Linked DNA regions of Mus musculus: regions 2, 3, 4, 5, 6 and 7 are each linked to region 1. Evidence: chromatin contacts called from public HiChIP or PLAC-seq and promoter capture Hi-C data. All regions are on one chromosome and are shown on one strand. The core of a region is the stretch at or near the end of the contact, and the rest is flanking DNA. Distances in the headings are between cores, read along the strand shown.

The links. Promoter capture Hi-C pulls out the DNA fragments that hold promoters and counts their contacts. HiChIP or PLAC-seq counts read pairs in DNA pulled down with a chosen protein or histone mark. Capture Hi-C pulls out chosen DNA fragments and counts their contacts.
Region 2: an H3K4me3 HiChIP or PLAC-seq map of bone marrow-derived macrophages shows a contact between it and region 1, with 4 times the contacts expected there. The contact joins the enhancer-like site here to the promoter of Txn1 in region 1. A contact is called at or near these places in 10 of 39 promoter capture datasets (the 3T3-L1 cell line, 3T3-L1-derived adipocytes, the HPC-7 cell line and 6 more), 2 of 15 datasets of contacts at CTCF or cohesin (the NIH/3T3 cell line and large pre-B cells), 4 of 484 Hi-C or Micro-C datasets (cerebellar granule neurons, myeloid progenitors, nephron progenitors and 1 more), 20 of 115 datasets of contacts at active chromatin or transcription factors (the NIH/3T3 cell line, the SCID.adh cell line, T-cell acute lymphoblastic leukemia and 14 more) and 3 of 9 other capture datasets (adipose tissue, embryonic stem cells and pancreatic islet).
Region 3: a contact with region 1 is called in an H3K27ac HiChIP or PLAC-seq map of epiblast stem cells. The contact joins the enhancer-like site here to the promoter of Txn1 in region 1. A contact is called at or near these places in 1 of 39 promoter capture datasets (the C10 cell line), 1 of 15 datasets of contacts at CTCF or cohesin (the NIH/3T3 cell line), 9 of 115 datasets of contacts at active chromatin or transcription factors (bone marrow-derived macrophages, craniofacial prominence, embryonic stem cells and 4 more) and 1 of 9 other capture datasets (liver).
Region 4: a promoter capture Hi-C map of adipose tissue shows a contact between it and region 1. The contact joins the promoter of Pakap here to the promoter of Txn1 in region 1. A contact is called at or near these places in 2 of 115 datasets of contacts at active chromatin or transcription factors (embryonic stem cells and epiblast stem cells) and 1 of 9 other capture datasets (adipose tissue).
Region 5: a contact with region 1 is called in a CTCF HiChIP or PLAC-seq map of the NIH/3T3 cell line, with 5 read pairs. The contact joins the enhancer-like site here to the promoter of Txn1 in region 1. A contact is called at or near these places in 6 of 39 promoter capture datasets (the 3T3-L1 cell line, 3T3-L1-derived adipocytes, the HPC-7 cell line and 3 more), 2 of 15 datasets of contacts at CTCF or cohesin (the NIH/3T3 cell line and large pre-B cells), 3 of 484 Hi-C or Micro-C datasets (cerebellar granule neurons, nephron progenitors and uterus) and 14 of 115 datasets of contacts at active chromatin or transcription factors (the NIH/3T3 cell line, the SCID.adh cell line, bone marrow-derived macrophages and 9 more).
Region 6: a promoter capture Hi-C map of hippocampal neurons shows a contact between it and region 1, with 2.0 times the contacts expected there. The contact joins the enhancer-like site here to the promoter of Txn1 in region 1. A contact is called at or near these places in 4 of 39 promoter capture datasets (the 3T3-L1 cell line, the HPC-7 cell line and hippocampal neurons), 2 of 484 Hi-C or Micro-C datasets (adipose-derived mesenchymal stem cells and tail fibroblasts) and 4 of 115 datasets of contacts at active chromatin or transcription factors (bone marrow-derived dendritic cells, bone marrow-derived macrophages, embryonic stem cells and 1 more).
Region 7: a contact with region 1 is called in an H3K4me3 HiChIP or PLAC-seq map of stem cell-derived neural progenitor cells, with 19 read pairs. The contact joins the enhancer-like site here to the promoter of Txn1 in region 1. A contact is called at or near these places in 7 of 39 promoter capture datasets (the C10 cell line, HPC-7-derived erythroid cells, embryonic stem cells and 3 more), 1 of 15 datasets of contacts at CTCF or cohesin (the NIH/3T3 cell line) and 14 of 115 datasets of contacts at active chromatin or transcription factors (astrocytes, bone marrow-derived dendritic cells, bone marrow-derived macrophages and 9 more).

The regions. Positions count from the first base shown.
Region 1 is chr4:57,954,861-57,958,375 of GRCm38.p6, reverse strand. Txn1 (thioredoxin 1) reads left to right here and starts at 1,965. Exons shown (of 5, transcript NM_011660.3): 1 at 1,965-2,189. The coding sequence starts at 2,166. Gm35344 (a long non-coding RNA gene) reads right to left here and starts at 1,933. Exons shown (of 3, transcript XR_881303.3): 1 at 864-1,933.
Region 2 is chr4:58,239,072-58,242,351 of GRCm38.p6, reverse strand. No RefSeq gene overlaps it. Among named protein-coding and RNA genes, the nearest start is that of Svep1, 34 kb to the right of the region's middle. Within about 2 kb of position 1,756, at least 18 of the 459 cell types and tissues checked have an H3K27ac peak or open chromatin away from gene starts, as enhancers often do. A contact at or near this core is called in 3T3-L1-derived adipocytes, adipose tissue and bone marrow-derived macrophages, where this site is marked.
Region 3 is chr4:57,638,285-57,641,911 of GRCm38.p6, reverse strand. The region is part of intron 3 of Pakap (paralemmin A kinase anchor protein); the gene reads right to left. Among named protein-coding and RNA genes, the nearest start is that of Gm52699, 18 kb to the right of the region's middle. Within about 2 kb of position 1,486, at least 47 of the 459 cell types and tissues checked have an H3K27ac peak or open chromatin away from gene starts, as enhancers often do. A contact at or near this core is called in epiblast stem cells, where this site is marked.
Region 4 is chr4:57,565,677-57,569,133 of GRCm38.p6, reverse strand. It overlaps Pakap (paralemmin A kinase anchor protein), which reads right to left and starts at 1,304. Exons shown (of 11, transcript NM_001384150.1): 1 at 1,191-1,304; 2 at 719-764. The coding sequence starts at 763.
Region 5 is chr4:58,267,314-58,270,941 of GRCm38.p6, reverse strand. It overlaps the pseudogene Gm30907. Among named protein-coding and RNA genes, the nearest start is that of Musk, 17 kb to the left of the region's middle. Within about 2 kb of position 1,856, at least 18 of the 459 cell types and tissues checked have an H3K27ac peak or open chromatin away from gene starts, as enhancers often do. A contact at or near this core is called in the NIH/3T3 cell line, where this site is marked.
Region 6 is chr4:58,400,376-58,403,594 of GRCm38.p6, reverse strand. No RefSeq gene overlaps it. Among named protein-coding and RNA genes, the nearest start is that of Mir3095, 39 kb to the left of the region's middle. Within about 2 kb of position 1,279, at least 100 of the 459 cell types and tissues checked have an H3K27ac peak or open chromatin away from gene starts, as enhancers often do. A contact at or near this core is called in adipose-derived mesenchymal stem cells, bone marrow-derived macrophages and hippocampal neurons, where this site is marked.
Region 7 is chr4:57,658,582-57,662,261 of GRCm38.p6, reverse strand. The region is part of intron 4 of Pakap (paralemmin A kinase anchor protein); the gene reads right to left. Among named protein-coding and RNA genes, the nearest start is that of Gm52699, 38 kb to the right of the region's middle. Within about 2 kb of position 1,626, at least 35 of the 459 cell types and tissues checked have an H3K27ac peak or open chromatin away from gene starts, as enhancers often do. A contact at or near this core is called in astrocytes, neural stem cells and stem cell-derived neural progenitor cells, where this site is marked.

The sequences.
Region 1 (3,515 bases), core at 716-3,215:
TTTCTTTTTTGCCAACTTCCTGATTACTCAAGACTAACACCTGTTTTATAGTCGCCCCATCCACCCCAGCTCTCTGCCCTCGTCTCAGACAGATGCCGTTCAGTATAACAGCCTGTCGCTGTTCACGTGGTCGGTTCACAGGGTGCTAAGCAGTGGACACATTTCTCAGCTCGTTACACATACAGTATTGTAACTCAAACCTTCAGCATACGGTGGTATTATTTTCATTTCGCAAGGGAACCTGGGGCACAGAAAAGCTAAATAAACTGCCCTAGAGAGACAGAGCTACTTAAGTGGGGATGCAGACAGGAGAGCTGGCAGAGCTGTGAAGAATCTTAACACTCACTCTAACCTCCCAGTTCTTCATTCTCTTATTGTCGATATCCCCCACATTTACCCATGTGTATTGGTACTGTACAGGTGCCAGGGAGTCATGCCTTCCTAGCAGAATCAGTGGACATCTGAGGGTCTGTGGAGAGGTGCCAGCTAAGGGAGGAACCCTTCCAAGTTCTACAGGTCAGTGTTTGACTACCAAAAAGCCAGAAACCTGGAATGTAGCTGGACTGAAAAGACCCGACAGCTGCAAAGAGAATTAATAGATTCTGCTCATCTGCCTGGGGTTCCTCTCTGCCTCAGCTGTCCTAAAGGGAAGGCTACTGCCTTTGGGGCAGCATCCACCCGCAGTCTAGGGCTATGTTCAGAACACTCCCTCTTGTCTACATCCTCACTCATTACTTGAATTCCTCAGCCCTTCAAAAACATCGCACAACTGGTTCTGGTATTTTAAATGTTTTGAACAAGGGAAGCCAGTGGGTAGGGGTAGGGTGGCTGAGACACAGTTTCATTAGCCTCCCGTGCTTCACCTCGATGTAGATTTATCTAGATCGGCTCTCCAAATGCAGGCTTGGTGAGTTCCTCCCAGGATGCTGGCTCTGTCCAGTCTCCACCTCAGCTGCTTCACCAGAACATACAGCGGCACTCTTGGGGCTGCACAAAGCCACCTTAAGAATCTTAGCTTCTTCCACCATGCCCTGTCCTCCTGAACATCACCTCAGTTATCATTGAAGAAGACTCTTCCTGGCGTCCTCTCCCAAGGCGGAAAAATCTCCTCAAAGCCTATACTGTCATTGTAAATACAAGGCAGCCAAACTCAGCAAGGCCCCACAAGGCACCACGCAAGCTTAATTAGCGCTCGCGATGACTATAATTAGAATAATTCATTGAGTGCTTCCTTATGGGCCAAACGCTGTCCTCAGTCAGTTTTCAAGCCCTTAAATCCTTCAAGACAATGCTGGGAGCTAGACTATCCGATCTCTATCATGCCTACATGTGCATGGGGCACAGAACAGGGCTCTAAACGGCTCTGTGCCTCTCCCAGTAGCAGGTTCACCTGTTAAAGTTAAGGAATAGGAGAGAGAGAGGAGAAAGAAGCGGCAAAGAACTACCCAGAAAGTTGGCGAGGACGCGCACTGAGACACTTCCTGGTCATCGTTACTCAGCACTTTGAGTCGAACTGCAGCATGGCCGCCCTAGTCTAAGGATACACCTCTGCCTGGGCAGTCCTAGGGACTGTCCCCAGCCCCAATCTGGAAGTATCTGACTTAGGTCTAGTTTGGGGCATGGGCAGTGTGATTACAGAAGGACTCTACGGTGTGAGAGAGGACCGTGATCTACCCCGGCGCTGTTCGCTGTTAAAGTGCCCTTGAGGCAGCTGGAAGTTGGCTCTTAGGGGTAGCTGCCGCGCGGCGTCTGGAGCCTGGAAAAACCCGAAGCTGCTCCAGGAGCCTGTGCTAGCTCCGCCCCTTATAAACTAAGGTTCTTGTTCGGCAGCTTAGAGTGGGGCGGGGAAGCCAGGAGTGAGGCCAGCGCTAGGACAGTCCCCAGGCTGCACTAGTAGCCGACTCTGGCTCCGCCCCCTGGAAAACCGCCCCACCTCTTGGGGGCGTGGTCTAGGCGCGGCCTGCCCAGGCGCCTTGGCGGACGCGGGAGGCGGGAAGCGCGTCCCCGCCGCGCGTGCCCGTCCGCCCCGCCCTGCTGCGCTCCGCCCTATTTCTATAAAGAGAAGGCGGGCGCCGCACTCGGTTGCAAGCTCCGTTGGGCGCCTTGGATCCATTTCCATCTGGTTCTGCTGAGACGCGTGTGGCTCCCTCCCCGCAACAGCCAAAATGGTGAAGCTGATCGAGAGCAAGGTACGCATGCCCGGGCGCCGCGCACATCCCGCGGTGCTGAAGAGGACACTCTCGGTGTCCCCGCGGGCTTAGCGGCCCAGGGCCTGTGTGCGCCCTCGGCGGTGGAGCATGCCCTGGGGGAGGGGACGAGGGGACCCTGGAACGCCGGGTACGGGAGATGCACTCGTGGGCAGCACCTGAGTCCCCGGAGCTGCACTCCCTACCGCCAGCCCAAATCTGGCGGAGGTGAAGAGATGGACCGGGGTCCTCCTGTGACACTCCCCCCTTCCCGTGCCCCAACTGAATCAGGATTTAGGATCTCTAGGAAAAGATGGAGAGCCGCCACTTCTCGAGTACGCGGTGCCACACGCCGCGCGGGTGTGTTGTACTGCTGGGCTCGGCCTTAGTTTCCCTCCATCAGTGACCTGCCGCCTAGAGGACACAGGCCAGGTCGGTGCATGAGGGTGGGTCTCGGGTCCCAGTTAAGTACCCTCGGATCGGTACCCCAGGTGACTACTAAGGAGAAAGGTCCAGGCCGCGCCCGAGAGACTCCTCCTCCTGCGTCGCAGGGCGTGTTTCCGGCAGCTCTGGCTTTGGAATGACTCAGTCCCCAAAGTCTGGCCCCGGGGCCTCGCAACCTTAAGGTTTCAGTGATTGACCCTCCATAAGTGGGCTTTGCTGGAACCAGGGCTCTCCCCCAGGGAGTAGTCAAGTACAAAGTCCTGCCCTTTGGGAAAAGAAAAATAATACCCAAGGGAAAAACTGTTACCATATTCGAAAGTTACTGAGAACCAAAATATCCTCCAGATTGGGAAACCCAGAGCCTGTTACACTGTAACTATTCGGGGAATATTTATAAAATGAAAAGTGAAAGGAGGTTGGGGGTGGAAATTGATGTGTGAAAGACTGGCTCACCCTTAAACTAGGAAATCCGTGGAAGACAGGTCCGCGCCCTCCAGTTTTGAGCACCTGGTTGGGTCTCAGTACAAAAGTTGGCTCACCCACTACCAGCCATATTAGTCCCAGCACCCAGTTGGATCCTTATCTGTTTAAACTGACCTACTTATGGAACCTTTGCCATTCCAATAGGAGCGGTGTACATTGGTGCCAGGAAACCAGTTACTCGGAAAAAGCTTGGGCCCCAAAAGCCTGCTACCAAGGCTCTGATCGGAGTCGCCCAGAATCAGAAGTTAAACTGAATACACATAAATTTCATGTGATGGGCTTAAGTTGATTAATTAAACTATGTAAAATGTAGCCTTATTTCTGACGACTGTGTGGGTAGTTAAAGGCCCCTGGGGTCAATCTCCACACAGGAGTGGAATAATAGGCTATGATATAATGGCT
Region 2 (3,280 bases), core at 507-3,006, 280 kb before region 1:
TAAACTAATCAGTTCTAGCCCACCCCATCAAACTTACCAGGGTTGGAAATACACAGAGACCCCATGAGAATGGCCCAAGAAAACAGGCATGGACAACCCAGGAAGCGAGACTGTGAATTAAAAAGAGCCAAACACTCATTTCCATAGACTCCAATGAAATCCAGACCATCATTAGAGAATACTTGAAAATTTATTCCAAAAAGCTGGAAAACCTAGAAGAAATGGATAGGTTGCTAAGTGCATATCATCTATGGAAATTAAAGCCAGGAGCTATAAAGAAATCAAATTGACCCATCACAAGCAATGAGATTGAAATTCAGCCTCCCATAAAAACAAAACAAAACAAAACAACAAACAAACAAACAAAACCAGGACAGAATACATTTATCTCCTGAGTTTCATAAAACTTTTGAGGAAGATCCCATAATAATGCTTCTTGTTCCAAAATATAGGAGGCAAAGGAATATTTCCAAATTTATTCTATGATGTCAGCATTATCCTGCTACCCAAACCTGTTGAAGTCACAACAAAAAGAAACTACAGACCAGCTTCTTTGCTGAAACGCAGTCACAAACACAAACACTTGCGAACTAACTTCAGGGACACATTCAGAAGACAGACATGATGACTAAGTGTGCTTCACTCTGGATTCACAAGATCGGTTTAACCAATGTAAAAATCAATAAAGGTAAGGCGCCGTATAAACAAAGTTAAGAACAAAAGCCACATAATCATCCCTAGGGTGATGAATGGGGAGTCTCCAAAGCTCACCAGACCAGCAGAGCTGCCTGGAAAAGTCACTCACCAGTCTCTGAGCTCCCTCGGGTGTGTGGTGAGCTCCAGATCTCTGACTTTCGTGAGGCATCACCCCGGCTGGCATTGGCTGTTGGTGATGCAGTTTTCATTGAATTTCTGCCCCTGTATAAACCCATCCCCATACTACAAACATCCCCAAAGAATTCCCTGGTTTACGAAGTGGAGCTTTGGTGGTCTATCCATATCTCCCCACACAACACCATATAACTAAAATTAGGAAATCAGTGTAGAAGATAGCACACAGACCATGTCTTTCTGGTATTAAATTGTAGTGACGGTCTTGGATGAGGGTCAGAATTTTCAAGGAGTGTGGGAGAGAAATGAGGCCCAGCTCCAGTGGTTTAAAAAAATCCATATTAAATATGGGGATGGCCCCTGGGAGGTTCAAGCATTCTAACTTGTTGGCTTAGTCAGTGACTCTATTGTACACTCCATTGCTTTCTCAAAATATGACTAAGAATGCCACTTTCCTCAAGTCTTCCACACTACTAACAAAATGCTGCCTGCAAGTGTATACCTTTCTTCACAGGAATCAATTTGGAAAGACCCCTTTAAAATGAAAAGAAACTTGTCTTAAAAACAAACAATAAAAAAACAATTTAGAAACTTTAGGTAGAGATGAGAGAGCTTTGAGTTCACTGTAAACTTCCCCATAATACACTAACTTAACAAAAGCTGAAAAGGGAAGAGGGATCTGAGATGTATATCCAGAAACTGGAGTCTACAAGTCAGAAAGCATACGATTCTTCCTTGGATTCGAGGAGAGAGTGAGAACAGATGTTCCGTTTGTGTCCTAACATTGCCACAGTTATTTGGGCAGAACCTCGGCTCTTCTGAGAACTCTGGTGGTTCTTGTATAGCAGGAAATAAAGCTCATGAGACAAGCCACGTGCTCTTGGTAATTGGTTGAGCTGGGGAACAGTGTTGCAAGACCTAAAGAAGGGGAATGCTGTGCTCTGAAAATGATTGCACCACCGAAAAGCCAACCCCGGAGTCCTTCAGCTCTAGGTCAGACAAGAGATGAATTTCACAGATCTGCAGAGATAGACCAAAGCCTGCAGTGCAGCTGTGATGATATTAGATGCAGAAAGGTTTAAGGGAGGACAATAAGGGGAGGACTCCTATGTTAGATGTAGAGAGGTTCGGGGGAGGACAATGAGGGAAGACTCTTGGATGGGAAGGCTAATCAAATCATCTTGCAAATTTTGCTTCTGAAGAGAGCTAAGCTGTTCAGGGCTCCTGAAGTAGTTCTCACTCATAATGAATACAGTCTGGGAAAGAAGAGACATGGAAGTAGTGGATTATGGGGGAAAGATCAGACCAGCCAAGATTCAGAATTAAGCTCTGATGGGAGCAGTCAATGGTTCTAAGGCCTGGAGAGTCTCCCAAAATAAATACCCTCATTTTAATTTAGGGTGACTTCTTGTAACCTGTTGATTTCAAAGAATTGCCCCATCTTATCTAAATTATTAAATATATATGTGTGGGCTGATGGTAGTGTGTATTTTTGTTTTAGTTTCCATGCTTTATGGGGTCTGTAGTGATAGCATACTTTTTGTTCCCAGGTTGATCATTTTCTTCTTCTCTTCTTCTTCTTCTTCTTCTTCTTCTTCTTCTTCTTCTTCTTCTTCTTCTTCTTCTTCTTCTTCTTCTTCTTCTTCTCCTTCTCCTTCTCCTTCTCCTTCTCCTTCTCCTTCTCCTTCTCCTTCTCCTTCTCCTTCTCCTTCTCCTTCTTCTTCTTCTTCTTGTTCTTCTTCCTTTTTTATTGGATATTTTATTTATTTACATTTCAAATGATATCCTCTTTCCTGGTTTCCCCCTATCCCATCCTTCCTCCCCCTGCTTCTATGAGGGTACTCCCCCAACCCACCCACCCACTCCAGCCTCCCCACGGTGGCATTCACCTACACTGGGCATCAAGCCTTCCCAGGACCAAAGGTATTGATGTCTCACAAGGCTACACATGCAACTGGAGCCATGGGTCCCTCCATGTGTACTCTTTGGTTGGTTGGTGGTTTAGTTCCTGGGAGCTCAGGGAGGAAGGGTGTCTGGTTGGTTGATATTGTTATTCTTCTTATGGGGTTGCAAATCCCTTCAGCTCTTTCAGTCCTTTCTCTAACTACTCCATTAGGGACCAGTGCTCAGTCCAGTGGTTAGCTGCAAGCAACTGCCTCTGTATTTGTCAGGCTCTGGCAAAGCCTCTCAGGAGACAGCTACATTAGGTGTCAGCATGCACTTCTTGGCATCTACAATAGTGTCTGAGTTTAGGCCGGACATGGTGGCACACACCTTTAATCCCAGCAATCGGAGGCAGAGGCAGGTGGATTTCTGAGTTTGAGGCCAGCCTGGTCTACAAAGTGAGTTTCAGGACAGCCAGGTCTATACAGAGGAACCCTATCTCAAAAAAACAAACAAACAAACAAACAAACAAACAAACAAACAAACAAAAATAGTGTCTGGGTTT
Region 3 (3,627 bases), core at 237-2,736, 320 kb after region 1:
GAATTAAAACTACTGAAGTATATGATCAAACTTACGGGCAAGCATTTGAGATGGAAATCTTTCCAAGTATGCTTATAAGTAACTTAATGTCAGATAAGATTTCATAAATATTAAAAATTTGGCTTATTAATTCAAAAGAGCCCATATATATTTTTTAAAAAGAGATAATTTAGATACAGATGTCAGTATAAGCTAATTTTACCCAGGGGCTCATGAGGCCTGTGACAGAGATTATGGAGGTTATATAAAGCATATACTCCTGTGGGGGAAGATATCTGGATGGTGAGTGGAGGTTATATAAAGCATATACTCCTGTGGGGGAAGATATCTGGATGGTGAGTGTTCAATTGATGGCTTCCTTTTTGATGATGTTCTTATTCTTTGTTTTTGAAATGATACAATTCTTCATTTCCTAACAAGCAAAATTAATATAGCTATCAAAATTACTTACTGGGCTGATTTCTAGGTATTTCCTAGAAAATCTTACTTAAAAACATCAGTTATTAAGTAAAGATGAGCGTCTCATAAAACACGGCATCTCATGGTTTCCTATCACAGGGCATACATAACATCTGAATATGCCGTACACTGATCATTTGTCTCACTAAAGAATTTGTTCACAGTTGCCACGTAAAGTTATGCTGTGACTGTGTACTCCTAAACATCTCAGTGAGCAAGAATATTCAACAAGCATCCCAGTGCCCAAACCACTGCTTTGCTTTCTATTTATTGGTTTTGACAGGAGACCAGTGGCTCTGTCTAAATAATTCATATCTCAGTGCATGACAACAAGCATCCGTTAAGCCATTGGATATGTGGGTATATGTGAATACAGATATGAGAAGTATACAAAGGACATTAAAATTGCATCTTAATAGATAATGAAATTCAGCTTTAATGTTCTTCTATTTGTCTTAGAACAGAGAATATTTGCTTTCCCCAAAAGTGTCTAAGATTATAAATTAGTGAAACAAATGTCAATGACCGACATCTTTCCTAATATTTTTTACTTTAGAGAACTTAGAATCATCACTTTGACATGACTCTAAATAGTCTACATCTTCTGTAGCTGATGAAAATGTACTGAGAGTAAGAGATACAGTAGTGATAGCAATTGGCACCTGTCTAGACAAATCACCTAAAAAAAAAAGACCACCCATTTAAAGAGGAACGGTTTCCCGGGAAGATCCTTGCCCATGGAAACAGACAGCCCTGGGGCTCATCAGGCTCTCCCACTTAGCAGACAGTATACCCCTGAGCCAGCTACTTGCCATTGTGAGTTTGTTTCCAGACTGTGAGACGGGGAGAGGAATCTATCTTGTGATGGTTATTGAGAGCTTATATTTAAAGTCACAGGCACGTGCTAGGTACCTAAAAGGAAACTGTGGGCTTTAGTGATCGGAGGATGTGGAGGCTCCTGTGATGTGGGAGGAAGCTAGCAACTCTCCTCTGAGAAGCTCAAGCAGGAAGGAATTCAACCTAAGTGCATTTTCCTCAGCTGAGGGGGTGACCACCAACCTGGAACCTGACTGACGGTAGGAAAGACGACTCACTCACTACTCAGCTGAGTCAACAGTCAGCTCCTTTAAAGTGAAACTCACTCCCTTCTGGCGACTGCAGTAATCTCATTCCCCAGTCAGGCACCCGCTTCCTTCTATGGAGACCAGACAGCTACTTAGGAAGGCTGGACTCAGAACAAAGAGACATGGAACCACAGCTGCTTTAAGTGGGCACAGTAAAGCCTCTTCTTATCAAAATTCCCAGTTCCCCAGTGTTTAGAAATGGGTACTCCCCTGGGTGGTACCTTACGCGCACTGCCATGTTTGGAGCTTTGGGTCTTTCCTTTTTAGTTTTCAAGGCTAGCCATCCGTGCTTATTCTGTCTACTCCATCCCTCCCCCTGAGAGAGGAAAAGACAATCAATGCATTGTACTCTGTTTACTAAACTAACATCACCTTCAGCCCTGCCCATCCCTGAGTTGCAAGGTTGCCATGGTGTAAGTGTTGTGTGTACCTTTGATAGCCAGTCTTAGATACTGCCCGATGCTCAGGTTGACAAGTCTGTTGTGTTTCCTGAGCGTTTCCTCACATAAAATGAAGTCAAATTTCCCATTGTTTCTTTAAACTGAATGGATGGATGGATGGATGGATGGATGGATGGATGGATGGATGGATGGGAAGATAATGAATGGACAGATGGAGCATGTACAGAATATGTACAGCCATGCTGGTCAGCAGCAATGAGTCCTTGGCATCTTAGCTGGCACTCAGAATGATGACAGACACAAAATGAACATGGTCTCTGAAATGTTCACTCTGTGGTTTTGAATGCAAAGACCACAAAGGCAGCGCACTACATTGAGGCCAGGGAGGGGAGAGGCTATTGGCCAAAGCCCCCACTCTTACCAGAAAGTTCTCCTTTTAACCCATAAGTAACTGAGTTCTTAATATATGTCTTTCTATCACAGGGGGTGAATTGCCCACACGCTGGGCCAGAGACCCTGCTCTCTCCAGACTGGTCTGGCCTTATGCAAGCCTGTTATCATTTGTAAACCCCACCTCTATAGAAAGATAATCCTAATTTTAGCCCCAGTCCTGCCTGGGCAATGTTGTCAGAAGACGGTGTCAGCATTTGAATACAGCTCAGGCTGCTCCAAAGTCAGGTCTGGAGATGGAGTGGAGAGACAGACAGAAATGGCCAGCTGACACCGCGCTGTTCGTCTTCCTCTAGAACACTTGTCTCTGGTTACTGTGCTTGGGGAACTCACAAGCACACCGGGCAGATATAGGTCAGGCTGCTCTTTGAAATCAGGAGCCAGCTTGCTCACCATCCTCGCTTGGAGGATTCATTTAACACAACCCGCTTTTCCAGAGAACGTGGAAGAGTAAAAAGGTCCACTCTGCTTCAAAGAATCCCAATAATGCACACACAGCAGTACCCCATCGGCCCATCAGCAGACCCCTCCCAAGCAGCCCCTGAGAAAAGCGATTCTGCACACGCAAGATCATGGCAACTTGAGGCCAGTGGGAGGTTTTCCTTTTTTAAAAGCCCAGGAATAGTCAGACAGGGAAGCAGCAACTCTGGGCAGGTCCTTGAGCATGGCCACATTATTACCTGAACATGCAGAAAGCAACATTCAGCCACCAGTGGGGGGCATTTGTGACAGTGACAGAGCTGCTCTTCTATGGCAATCAATTACAGTGCTTAAGCACATTATGTTTTAAGGGGGGGAGGTCACAACTCTCCTCTCCCCCCGCCCCCCGCCCTGATTGCCTCTCTTTTTAATAAGGTACAGTAGACATTGAACCAAGTCAAAAAAAGCCAAGTTTGACCAATCGCTTGTTCTAACAGAACATCTCTAACATTGTGAAGTCAAAATAAAATAAATGAACAATCTGAAGCATGCAGAGTGGTTCTTTTATTAGCTCACACTGCCTCATCCCCCCTCCCCCCCTCCCTTTAACGAGAAAGATTCTTTTTTCACTTTCAGAAAGTCCATTATGTTAAGCACAGCTTTTGGAGCCTCCGAACGAGATACACGAGAGAAACAACTGGGACCATGTGGGGCACTCCCATGCAGCTTCTCTAGGTATCTACCATGTTGCAACAGGAGCAGTGCTCGTAGAA
Region 4 (3,457 bases), core at 55-2,554, 390 kb after region 1:
TCAGACAGCGCTTGTCCCAACCCAAGATGCACATGGTACAGTACTCTGTAAGTGCAGAACTTTGCCAAAGCCGGATGCTCTTTTGTATGCCGAGCCAATGGTTTTCAGATAATCCACACCCATAAGAAAGAGACTCTCCTGAAATATTACTTCCAATCCCCAGCTGTAAGACGCCTCTTCCCTTTCTAGGGTGGTGGCCTGTGCCAGAGCCCTTGTTAATGTCAAACAGAGGAAGAAAACGGGCACTCCTGGATTCTGGGGGACGTTCTACCACTCAGGTGGCTGCTGGCTGGATAGCTGGCTAGGAAGAGGAAGATAGCCACCATGGGCCACCACTCTCTCCCTTCTCTGGAGTTGGAAGGCAACATGCTTAAGGGTACTGGGTAATAATATTCCAGGAGTTCCCGCAACACACACACACACACACACACACACACACACACACCACCGTTTAGTCTATCCCTAAAGCGCGCGGCAGCAAGCATCTTATTCCTAAGCCAATTTTCCATGTTCAAATCTTCCTAGTCCCAAGTGTGCCCCCAGGGGTTTAGTCTACAGACATATAAAAGGCAAAAGGCAGCGTCGCTAAGCCTGGACAGACTTTCACCCCAGCACAGGGCCGGAGGCTACCAGGCTGGCATGTCCCTGGCCCTGAGCCTACAGGTCCCCGTCCACCCCAGACAATAGAGCAAGAAAATGAAATGAAAAGTGGACTTACTGCTATGGCTTGCAGCCTCTCCTTGTGCAATTCCGCCTCTGCCATCCTGGAGAAGGGCACACGGGCAGGGGAAAAAGGAAGAAAAACAAAACACACGCTGTAGTCACCCAAGGAGATAAAAGGGCACCCGTGGGGAGCTCAACTCGACCCCGGGGACAGCCTAAGGGCGCGTGGGGTCTGCTCCTGGGGGGGGGGGCGGGCAAAGCTGCGCGCACGGCTGGCTCAGAGCTCAGCCTCCGTCTCCACCGGCGCGGCCGCCTGGCTGCGCCCCAGCGCCGCCGCGAACTGCAAGATCCCAGTCTCAACCGCCACCGCCACCACCGGCCGCGCCAGCCGGGAACGTGGGCCGCCGGGAGCCTCCGGGAGAGCGCGCTCCGCAGCACTAGGTCCCCGCCCTGACGTCTCCGCGCCTCGCTCCGCCCCTGGGGTGTGGGGGACCCGTGGCTGCCGCCGTCGCTCGCGAGTGGGGCACCTGGGGCGCTTGTGATTAGTGAGCTGGGGGTTGGGGGGCGCACAGCTGGTGCGCCTTGGTGGCCGCGCGCGCTACGCTCTGGGTCTAGACAAGACCAGGCGGCGCCTCTGCTCTGAGCAAAGATGCCAGCAGAAGGGGCCTTTGGCAGAACGCAAGCCCCAGCACGTGTCCTTACAGGCCGGCTACGGCCACCCACTATCCCCAGCTCCTTCTAACTGGCTCCAGATGCTTGGGCTCCACCTGGGGACATTTCCAACAGATAAATGCTGTCTTGTCCACGTGCTTTAGATAGTAGTACCCTCAAGGGCAGGGGCGTATCACCAGATAGGTCACCCTTCTGGTGACACACCAACAGAAACAGCTCAGAGTTTGAAGCCCTGGGTGTCTTCCTGGACAACTAAATCACTCTGAGCCCCAGTTTTCTTATCTGAAAAAAAGAGAAGGATTGCAAATGACCTGGCAGAGACATCCTTAAAAATGATTGTGGCTAGGAGCATGGGGAGATAACTCAGTGGGTAAAGCAATTAAGGATAAGGATTGAAGTTTATATTCCCAGCACCCACGTAAAAGCCAAGTGGTGATGGGAGCCCCTGTAATATGAGGGAAGCCCACAAGCTTCAGGTCAGGCACTAAACTAAGCTCCTCTGATGACCGGGAAGTGATGACAGCACAGGCCCCAAGAAAAAAACATGCTAACAAGAAATAGTCCTTTCCCATATAGCTATGTATTAAAAAGGCAGCAAACGGAGAGATGGGTGATGGAGGCTAGGAATCCAGCTCAGTTGTCGAGTGCTCGCCTAGCCTATATTGAGTCAGTCAGATTCTTGGGAGTCAGAGTGGGGGCAGGAATGATGGCGGCAAAGGGGGTGAATGAACTTAAAGTCACCAAACTGTATACTGTAAAACGGCTAAAACAGCGCATTGCATACTATGTATATTTCACACCATTTCGTTTTCACAAAGAGAGATGGAAGTGGAGGTAAGGAAGGAAAGGAGCCTAAGAGACTCTTCAAGGGCCACCATTTGTAAAGATCTGAACGTAAAAGCAGAAGAATTGGGGTTGGGACACAGTGCTCTCAGTGCAATCACCTTGCTAGTCACGGCTAAAGAGCTGAAAGTAGCCAAAATGAGAGCGCAAACCAGGGAGAAAGTCAGCCAAGGACACAGATGAAGTAGAAGATCCGAAGAGCAGAAGGAAAAACTGGAGGACTTACTCCAAAAGCCACAGCAAGAGGACAGGAAATTGTATCGGGGTCATGTGCTTCTGTGTGGTTCAGGACAAAGTAGGCGGAGGAGAAGCTGTAGGCTTCAGGACTGAGGAGCAGAGAGCAGTCACTCCAGAGCAGGAACTGTTTAGGGGGGCATAAGAAACTATACAAAGTGGAAAGTATGCTGGGGCATCAACAACCTTTCCCGGATCTTAGGAAGTGTAGAAGGAACAGGAAGGTGGTCAACAGAGAGAAGGATCTTTAGATTAGAAAGGGTGTAGAGTGCCTGGCTATCAAGGGAATATTAGACTTGAGAGACGCTAGAGCAAAGGAAAATGCACGTTAGGCAGGGTGTTCTCAGGATGGACCAGAGGGCATTCTTGTTAGCATCCCTCGCCAGTTCCATCTTGGAATGGAAGCAGAAGGCAGCAGAGAACGAGGGAGGAATGGGGAGGGACAGGAAGAAGAAATTGTGAGTTGGAATTCTACAGAACAGCTGGGGAGCTTTGCCCGAGTTGGCCTGGCAACTAAGTGATTGACATTGATGGAACTGGAGAAATGATTTAGAAAGGAACTCTGGGCAATGGGGGACCCTAAAATATGGATTCTGGGTTTGGGTGGCTCAGTAGTTAAGAGAAGTGGTAGCTCTTCAAGGGTGGGGGAGCATATCCAATTCCAAGCACCCACGTGGCAGCTCACACCTCTCTGAGACTCCAGTCCCAGGGAATCTGACGCCCTCTTCTGGCCTCTGTGAGCACTGCACACATATGGTGTCCAGACATATATGAAGACAAATATAATTTTTTTAAAAAATGGACCCTAAGCAACCATCTGCATGAGGATTTCATGACCACATGCACAGAATTAAATTTCTATATGGCAAGCTGAGAACTACAGATGGACTTAGAGTCATTTCATTAATGAAATTTACAGGACCAAAGACTCATGACCAATTGTGTGTGCTTCCTCAGTGGTTTTAAAGCATCTGAGACCCACTACCATGTGACTATGCTCAATCAGAACTGAGGATTGTCAAAGCAGGTACATCAAGTAGTCAAA
Region 5 (3,628 bases), core at 607-3,106, 310 kb before region 1:
ATCAGAAGTTCAAAGGCATCCTTGGCTTCCTAATACGTTTGAGGCAATCCTGAGGTCCATGAGACCTTGTCTGGGAAGTAATAGGCAGGTTGTAAGGAGGGAAGAGGGGAGAGAGGACAGTGTCAGAGAGGTGTGCTGAGAACACATGGGAGTCTGAGGATGCTCACACAGATTGGCGTTTGAGCTGAGAAGTCAACTAGGCACATAGGAGGTCAGGAAAAGGAGTATTTGGGGAAGAATCCCAGGAAGTGGATTCCATAGGATGCAGGGATATGAGAGCTATTCTTGCATGATTTTTCTTTCATTTTGTGCCTTTTTGTGGCTGCCAAGTGAAAGCTATATGCCGAAGGGTGCAAAGGAAAAAAATTAAAAGGAACAGACAGAATCACTTTGCATGCCTCATGGGTTATTCTCAGACCTCATGATATCATCTCAGGAGTGGAACACCTGCCTAATATGTATAAACTTCTGGGTTCAATCTCCAACAACAACAACAACAACAAATTAGAAAAGATAGAAGCAAGTTTTTAATTATGTGTAAATAAGTAAACAAAAATCTAAAGTTTCTAATGCAGAAATTCACCACTGCTATAGTGTGTTGTGTGTGTGTGTGTGTGTGTGTGTGTGTGTGCACAGACATGTAGTTTTGCTCCTAAGTCTCCAGGCCCTTCACCCTTCCACTTTCAGGACCTGCTATGGCATCAAGACCCTGTCTATCATTAATGATGCTGCAGCTTCCAGATTCTACTTTCCATGTAACTAAAGCATATCGCATGATCACATGACCAGGATGAGCCAATGAGATTCTTCATGCAAAAACAAAGCAAAATGTTGCTTTAGGGTTCATTCATCATGGCGCATGGCAGCAGCAGCAGAGTCTGAAGGATCAGCCATGGTGACAGGAAGTCACAGGGTCCAGCAGCTCCTGGGCTGAACTTGAAAAAGTGCCTCCCAGCCATGACCTTGTTTTTCACTCAGATTTCTAGTTTACGTATTTAGGCTTGTGGTTGATTTCTAGAGCTTCACACTCTTCTAGAAAATTCCTCATAGCATACATTAGATAGAGCTGGTGTTGGTTGTTGACAGTGAGAATGACAGGCAACAAAAGGGGCGTTTTGGGGGGGTTGTTTTGATTTGAGCTCTACCTGATGCTGTACTTTGTACTGTCCCACAAACAGAGTTTTCATAGGCATAAAAAGTTGTTACCATAACTCCTCACGGCCCAGCACTGGGTTCTCCCAATGTGAAGTTCAAGTGATTGGCATTTAGCTACCAAGTATCATTATTTTATAACACCATGTATTGTGCCCACTCATTGGTCCCAGGTGATCTCCCAACAGCCTCCTGGGCATCAACCATGTTTTGCATTTTTAACTGAGACTTCACAGAAATCTTAAGCTCCACCATTGAGTTTGGTCTCATCATGGCTTACATGCTGGGCCTTGCACTACATCTCACAGCTGAGCCAACTTTAAAATGTGACCTATTTTATGGTGCAGTACAAGCCAAGGCCTCTGAGTCCTTAATATGGGGTGGGTGGGTTGGTTGGTTGGTCTAACATTGAATGTAAGTCAATTGTAGCTTGCACACGTGGGTGTCACGTGGCCTTAGCCAGACCCTGTCAGGGCTCAAAGAGGGTCATGTTTGATTTATGTGTTCTTGATAGCACCTAGCTTTTTATTTGGATTTAGAGATAGCTTTAAACACATCAATCAAATGAGCTGTTTTAAAATCTTTCTTCTCAGCTGTCCCTGGTGCCAGATTGTCTAACAAATAGAGGCATAGACAGATGTAATTTGTGGCTGGTGGAGACAATTCTGTGTCATGCAGCAGGCCAGCTGATGGCACAATCCACAGCCTAGTCCATGCCTGACTCACAGGCAGTAAGTAGACTTCTAACTCATACCCAGATGGACGTTTAACTCCCCCACACATCAAGTAATGAAGGTTTGCCGCAGAAGATTGATGTAAACATTTGTTTGAAACTTGACAGTTGAACTTGGCATTGTATGATAACACACTTTTGCATATCACACTGTTCTTACTGGATTAAAAACTGATGTCTATGGTAACTTGCAAAACAGAACTTGGGCAAAATAATAAGCAGGATATGTGATATCTCATGTATGTACCAGAGACACATAAACAGACACTCCAGTCCCAAACACTTCAATAGGATTACAGTGTTTCTCTCATGATAGCAGGGTGAGAGAATAACCAGGATTTGTGTGCAAATAAAGCTCAGACATAAACATCAGGAATGAGATAGCCCTGGTTTCTAACAGAATTTAAGGATAAATATTTGTTACAGGGCTTATAACTGGCTACTCACTACAGTGCACAAAAAGCTTATTTAAAGTAACTTTTTAAAAAAGAAAATGGAGAAAGACTGTTTTAACAGGAAGAACAGAGGGTAGGAAAACTATAGAGTGACAGGAAATCTCTTTCTCAGAGCTCAGAAAGCAGCAAATACTGACCCTCACTATGGAAATGAGGTTTCTTCGGGTTGTTGCACTTTGGGATATGAAGCACAATGAAGAGCTACTTCTGTGACAAGGAGCCTGGCACTGACCAACTACTAGTGACTAGAGGAATGCCTTATTTCCAATGTTCTTTAGTTTCATCTTGACAAGGAAGTTAAACCCAAAGCACTCATAGCCCCCAGTCTTCCTGGCAGGTCCTGTAGGGTGCCTGTGTGCTTGATTGGCAGGGTCTAGTACAGCCTGAGGGCTCGGTCCTATCCAGATGTGTCAAAGTTTTATTAGGAACACCTGGGTCCCTAGGACACCCTACTGGGTTACCAGGAAATTTGGGTAGGAATGGGTTGGTAACCTTCATACTTTACAAAATCAGCGCTGCTGATAAAAGAAGTGAAACTTTGAAAGGCTGGAGTCCTGCACCTGTCCTGGTCGCTATTAGCTAGCTGCATGGGAACAGCCAAGAGAGCTGTCAGGAGGCCTGTAGACCTAAGCCAGCTGTGCCCCATGGGGATTTAGAGCACAGCTGTGCACGTGCCTAAATTCCATTTCTCAGGTGGCGTAAGTAAATGTCTCTGAAATATGCAGCATGACCTGTGGGTACCACTCTCTGTCTCTCTGCGTATGTAGTGCAGCAGGCGTCAGAACCTTCTTAGGGAGCCTGAAGTGAGGACCAAGGTCTTAGGTGAGGTCAGGGTCCAGTTGTTTACTGGGATTCCAGTATTCGCATGAGCCCATGAATGTGGTACGAGGACGGTAGAAAGTGGGCTGGGGATGGTTGACAAGTTTGTTTTGCCAGGAAGGAGGTGGTGTAAGGGGACATGCTTAGCTCTGTGACTGCTCTACCAACCTCCTTTATCCCAGAGGGACACTCGGATCCAGAGGACACAAGCTAAATGGGACATCAATTGACCTGATTCACCTTTAAAAACTAAAATTAGAAAACTAAGTGTTCTAATGATAATTATTGTTATCAATGGCATGAACAGGGCCTCATTTATAGGCGGAGATAGTAGAAATATTTGTTTGCAACAGGGCCTTACTACACAGCCCTGGCTGACCTGAACTTCTCATGGAGACCAGGCTGCCCTGGAACTCACAGAGATCTAACTGCCTCTGCCTCTTGAGTGCTGGGATTAAAGGTGAGCCCC
Region 6 (3,219 bases), core at 30-2,529, 450 kb before region 1:
TGCTCACTGTGATCTTTTATTCCATACTCAGCCACAAATGATCTCACCATTTTCCCAATGGAGCTAACCCAAATTTATCAGTAGGAGCCTCTGTTCATTGTGTCTAAGTCTCTTCCTGTTATTTATCCCTTTTGTTTGTTTGTTTTCTTTAGTGTGTGTGTGTGTGTGTGTGTGTAAGTGTGTGTATGTGAATCGCATGAAAGTTTCATTTCAATATAACACCATTGGGATATATCAGAGAGCTTGTAACGATTCAAAGAAATGGAAATATCTAGAGTTGATACTCTAAAAGTAGAGAAGAATGTTTCCTACTTCTGTCTAAGTGAGGCTATACTCATCCTGAGGAACAGCTGGCGACAAGCTTCAACATCTGTATGATATACATATGTATGACATGCTAGCAAACACTCTGTGGTGCAAGGAACAGGAAGTAACTTGAATTAACGTAATGAACAGATGAGATTTTTACTATGATGGTAAAGGAGATACTGAGGCAGCCTAAGGGCAGAGTGTCTGCTGCCCAGTTCTTGAGTTCCTTTCTCCTGTGTATAACTCTTTTATCTGTACTTGCATATGGTTCTTTTTTTGCTGTCGATTTGGAGTCGGTTCTTGGATTAAAATGACACATGGCTTCCTGTATTTGGCACCTGTTCTTCCCAATTCTATTGCCTTGAACTCCTGAGCTCCATCCTCATAGACCCTGTTGTGTGAGCACTTTTGCTACCTACTTAGCTACTCGCTGTTCTGAATCCTTGAGTTTTTGCTTTGGCGTGCCCTCAGGTTTTGCCCAGTATTTACATTCCCCTCCCTCCCTTCCTCCCTCCTTCCTCTTCTCCCTCCTTCCTTGCTTTGTTTCTATTGTCTCGGCAAATGGGCCATACCTGACATTTTTATCACAAAATGAGGTGTCTGAAACTGCTTTGATATGAAGGTAAATGGCTTTTCAAACACATATGTGTATGTGTTTATATACTATATATGTATATATATATTACACATAATATATATAATAGATTCTTCATATCATTTCCTGTCTCCTGTGTTGGGGTAGGTATGACAATAGACAGTGCAAACTGGCTTCGGTGTGGTGTCTGCTTGGAAGAGGGGGAGGGCTGGTTCGTTCAGATTTGGCAGTGCCATCCTCAGCCACAGGACAGTGAAGACACAGTCTAGTTGGCTCTCTCACTTCAGCTTCTTGGCTTCCAGCTACAGTGACTCAGCTTAGGGGTTTATAGAAGAGTGAGTCAACCCAAACTATGGAATGAAGTATGGTTCTTGCATTTAATAAGCTTAGTCATCCTGGGCATCTCCCAGTCTGTCTGTCATATCCAACCACACAGCTTTATTGTTCATTATCTGCTGTTATTATGAGGCCATGGGTTAGCTCTTGTGTGGGTCTGTAAGAGGGTGAGTTTAGTCTTCAGTACGAAACAAAATAAGATGTCTTTTGTTTGCATAATGGTGGCATCGCCATGTTCCACTTTCCTGGCATTTAGCCCGGGATTTTTTTTCTCTCTATGAAAGATAGAAAGGTTGGGTTTCTGCCACTTCTGTCATTTTAGGGGTGGGAGTGTGAGGGAAGTTACATAACACACTGTGGAAGCTGTTCTAGAAGAAATTGTCTTTGGCTGTAGGCAGGGAAAGGGGTATTTTGTGAGGTGGATGTTTTTGTTTTCAATCAGAAAATCCCTTTCCCTATGGTCACTTCTTATTACAGATAACACATCGATAACCATGCCATTTGCTGTTTGTCAGCATGCTGTCGGTCACTGAAGGTCGAAGACCAAGGTCAGTCAGAATGTATCTCTGGGCTTAGGGGATAGCTCAGTTAGCTGAGTGCTTGCCTGACAAATGTAAAGATACCAGTTTGATACCCAGAACCTGCGCTTAAAAAGCTGGGTGTGTTTGCACATTTTTAAATCCCAGGTGGATTTAAAAGCAAGCAAAGACAGGTGGATCCCTGAAGCTTGTTAGCCAACCAGCTTACTGGACTAGAGCATTTCAGGCCTGTGTGAGATTGTGTCTGGCCCCTACCTGTAGATACATTCATATGCACCCTTATACCTCTACACACACACACACACACACACACACACACACACACACACACACACACACACACACTGAGCTCTGACTAGTAGATTTCTCCCCTTTTCTCCAAGTGGGAAAAGTTTTGCAGTGCTGGCGACTTTGGAGAGAGAACTTGCTGGTTAACTAGTTGGAAGATTAATCGCTTTATTCTTTCAAGGCGCCTTCTTCCACATATGTCGACTTTTGAGCTGTTGTGGGCAACTGCTCAACTCCCAAGCTGATGAGCTTCTCATATGCTTCTCAGCCGCTGGTCTCCAGCCAAGCGTCGAATCATCTAACGGAGTGGCTGCCAGGGCCTTTTCTGTGTGATTCCCCACCACATGCCCACCCCTCCGCATTTCTGGAGACTTCTATTTCTCCTGAATATCCTTGTCTGGGAAAGATTATCTTGGCAAAGAAGCAACGGCATTGGGAAATCAGAGAGGCAGCTTCTTGGTTGATGGGCAGGGGTGGTGCCTTGCTGAATGTGGGCAGCAGCAGTGGGGAGCTTGGAGCGCCTCAGTCCGTGAGCGGTACATGTGAGCTCATTCCTTTCCTTAGATGACTTCAGCCACTTAAGGCAAAGAAGGATATCTGAGAGGCCTGAGAGGCCGGTTCCTCAAGCTGACCAGTCTTTTTCTGACAGAGCCGTGAGAACTACCCTGAGATTCAATGCATGGTGTTGGGAGCACTAAACGAACAGTTACCAACCAGGCCACGGTAGAATTACTCTTTAACCTTTGTGTGTGTGGTGTGTGTGTGTGTGTGTGTGTGTGTGTGTGTGTGTGTGTGTGTGTACCATGGCTATAGGTAAGAAGAACATCTTCAGGTGTTCTCTCCTCTCACTTTGTCCATTCTGGGGATCGTTAGGCTTGGTGGCAAGCACCTTTACTTCCTGAGCCATCTTGCCAACCAAGCCAAAAGAATTTGCATGTAGCTGGGCAGTGGTGGCACATGCCTTTAATCCCAGCACTTGGGAGGTAGAGACAGGAGGATTTCTGAGTCCGAGGCCAGCCTGGTCTACAGAGTGAGTTTCAGGACATCCAGGAGTATACAGAGAAATCCTGTCTCGAAAAACAAACGAACAAACAAAAACAAAAACAAAAAAGAATTTGCATGCAACTTGGGTATGTTAATATATAAACATGT
Region 7 (3,680 bases), core at 377-2,876, 300 kb after region 1:
GGTTTTAACCCTTCAGTGACCCTGTGGAGCTGAGACAGGTGATGGATGTTTAGCTAGATAATTACTCCTAATGAATATGCATGTAAACATTCTCTGTCGTAAACTTCTATTTCTATTTATGTGTGAACTTTTGATGAACTTTTTAACATGTGGTCATGTATTCTACATGACGTTTAAGAGCGGAGGACAAAGAGAAGAGTCAGAACTGAGGGACTGGGGTGAGAGGAATGGAGGTGAGAAGAACTGAGCTGAGAGAGGAACTGAGCTGAGGAGAAGTTTTTAGATAGAACACTTTTTAGATTAGAAGGAGAATGCAGAGTGGAATAACTTAGAAACTATAGGTAACATAAAATACTAAGAGAGCACTGTGCAGAATGCAGAGGGAAAGAGGAAGAAAGAAGATGCTGCAGAGAGCAGAAGGAGCGGCAGGCTTCTCCTTACCCTGGGAAAGAGCAGATCCCATGGTAAGGACAAGGCAGGCTTAGTCTTATTTTTTAAAGAAAATGCCTTTTTCTTACAAACATGGGTTTAATTCATTTAGCATTAAAAGTGTAGAAGTCTTTTCTTTCTCTATGTAATAAAGATTGAACTCATTTATTATCCAGAATGAGTGAGTTCTTTCTGCACCGGTGCTTGGTCTTTTGCTCCATATGCATAGGTGAGTATGGATGTGTATGTACATATGTAATTGTGAGAATGTATGCGTGTGTGTGTGTGTGTGTGTGTGTGTGTGTAAGTATGTAATTGTGAGAATGCAGGCAAGCTGGACCCAACTGGGTTTGAATAGAAATGTATAAATGAATAAACGAGCATGTATGAATCTGTATATGAACTTATGTGAGATCATGCATATTCGCTTATGTAAAAGTTTTCCCTTTTGTGAATGGTATTCTCTACTTCTGGTTCAATAGAAGTTTATTGCTCCAAACTTCCCCCTAGCCTGACAAGCAAGAGGCATCTGGGCAATAGGGAAAAGGCTCTAGCAATTAATCCTTTACTTAATCTCCTGCTGTTTTAGGATGTGGTGCTAAGTGCTTGAGATTGCAGACTCTGGCCTCAGAGGAATGCAGAAAGCAGGTCAGCTGCAATAACATAGTAACTTAGACTTAGATAAGTTATCTTTTTATTATACAGCAACCCTAAATTTCTCGTAAGGCAAAGTCTTACCCTCTGCCTATGCTCTTCCCCCTCGGCTGCCTCAAGAAGAGCCGATAAGAAAGAAGAGCCCCCCTCCCTCTCATCAGAACTGTCCCCCCCAACTCCCAGCAGAAAGTGAGTCTGGGAGCAAGGCAGTAAGCAGGCTTTCTCCATGGTCTCTCCTTCAGTTCCCGCCTCCAGGTTCTTGCTTGAGTTCTTTTGCCCTGACTTCTCTTATATGTTCACTGTGATGAACATATAAGCCAAACAAACCCTTTTTTCCTCCGTGTTGGTTTGGTTGTGTTTTATCACAGTGAAGGAAAGCATACTAGCACAGGTGGCCACTCTTGTGCCAGGTGGCAGCATAGCAAAGCCAGCATTCCTGCTGAGGGATCCCCAGAATTCTCTGGACACCAGCAGTGCTCTGACATCACCCTTTCCTTTTGTCTTTCTCCACTTGAGGAGAAAAAGCATGACACTAGAATGCCCGAGAGTGGCTTTTATTCTAGTAGAGATTCTGTTTCCAAGGAGACAGCATAGCTGAGCAGTAAGGCAGGAGAGGCTGTTGGTTGGCAGGAAGTAGTCCCATGATTCTCGTGGTTTTTAGAAAGGTCACATACAAGCCGCCATTTCTTAATACTTTGTAAAACTGAACACCTTGCTCGGAGTTTGTTTGTTTGTTTGTTTGTTTGTTTTTAAATCTCAAAAAGGGAATGAGACTTTGGGAAACATGCTGTTAATTTATTTACCTGCCCCCTACTCAACTTTCCCATTACAGCATAATTCTCGCCTGTCATTAGGCCTGGAGTTCCACTGCCACAGTTGGCAGTTCCAGCTTCAAGTGAGGAAGCCTAGATGTCTGAGGATGCTCTGGGTGAAGGAAGGATGAGGAGAGCATGAGTGTGCTAAGGAACTGGATTCAACAGAGGAAGGGGGCTTGGAGCTTCTGTGTCCTATCTGCTTCCAGGAAGGCTCCACGCCTGAACCTGAGGGCAAAGAGAGACTGACTGACTCTGGATGGAGACAAGTCTGCCTGCTTACACAGGTCCTTCCTATTCATAGCTTGCCTTGTTCTGTGGGCGGTGTATGGTTGTCACCAGACCCAACCATAAGACTTCCATGTTATTGCTGGAAAGGACTGAGACCATGTGCTGTAGTTTGGATATGGTATGTCTGCAAAGGTGCCTGTCTAGTCCCCCATTTGACAAAGCTGAGAGGGGGCAGGACCTTTAAAGGGCTGGGCTCAGGTAAATTTGTTTAGATCACTGAGAAGCCTTTCCTTTAAAGAGAATTTAAAGATATTTTTGTATGGTAATTCCTAGTTAGTTCTGGTAAGAGCCAGGTATGAGTGAGCGATCCTGGTTCTGGAATCACTCTCTGCATTCATGTCTTAGCACACAATATCTTCTTGCATATTCTCTGGCCCTGATGTCTTCTAACACGTTGTGAGGTCATCAGGGGATCCTCACCAGAATTAGCACCATGCCATTTGGCAATATTTTTTTGTAACTCTAAAACTGTTAAGACAAAGGAACCTATCTCTTTATAAAGTATCCAGCTTCATGCATTGAGTTAGAGTACTACGGTAATGCTCTATTTACACATCATCCTCAGAATGAACGATGGTCGAGAAGTATGAGAGAGCTTATCAAATAGAAGGGTCAACATTTCCATTCTACCAAGAAGGTAGAAGGGGAAGACACCATATTACAAAGCTACAGGCAAATAGTCCTTTCAAAATAGAAGAGCAATATTTTCGAGGTTTGTTGTAGAGGAGCAACTTGGGGCGTGTCAATAATAAGCCTAAAGGCTTGGAATCAACTATCAAAAAATTGACTTTGCCCAATTCCTTCAACTGCAGCAACTGTTCCAAGAGTTGGAAACTGTAAGCATTCCTTGTATTAGGCTCTTACAAGGGTTCAGTCTATGGATAAAATGTATCCACCATCTTCATAGTTCTAGACACTAAATTACTAGATACCAAACAAAATGATTCTACTGCAGTGGTTTTTAACCTTCCCAGTGCTGCAACTCTAACACAGTTCCTCCTGTTGTGGTGACCCTAAACTATAAAATTATTTTGTTGCTACTTCATAACTGTAATTTTGCTACAGTTATGAATTGTAACATAAATATATGAAATGAGGTCCCCAAAGGGTTCATGACCCACAGGTTGAAAACTGCTGTTCTAATGAACCCTGAAGAACCAGAGTTGGGGCACAGTGCTTGGGACACCAGGTCACCTTGGAAAGTCACCTGAGTACAGTTTAAGGGATCTTGCTCCTATACCTGTGCTGGTATCCAAAGCTGACACAACCATCAACATCTAGGCTTCCACTGTGTATGAAAACAGTCTTTCCTGGGTTGTTCCAGAAAGATAGGACAGGGACCAGAGAGAGGCTGGGAACTGCAGGGACAGAGTATTCATCTCCAAAGCAGGGTCCTCGCAACAATGAAATTTGTTCCCATATGAACTAGTTTGGCTTTGCATGTTCTCTGTCATTGACTCCCACCCCTGGGGGCCAGTCTCAGGTGTCGGCTCT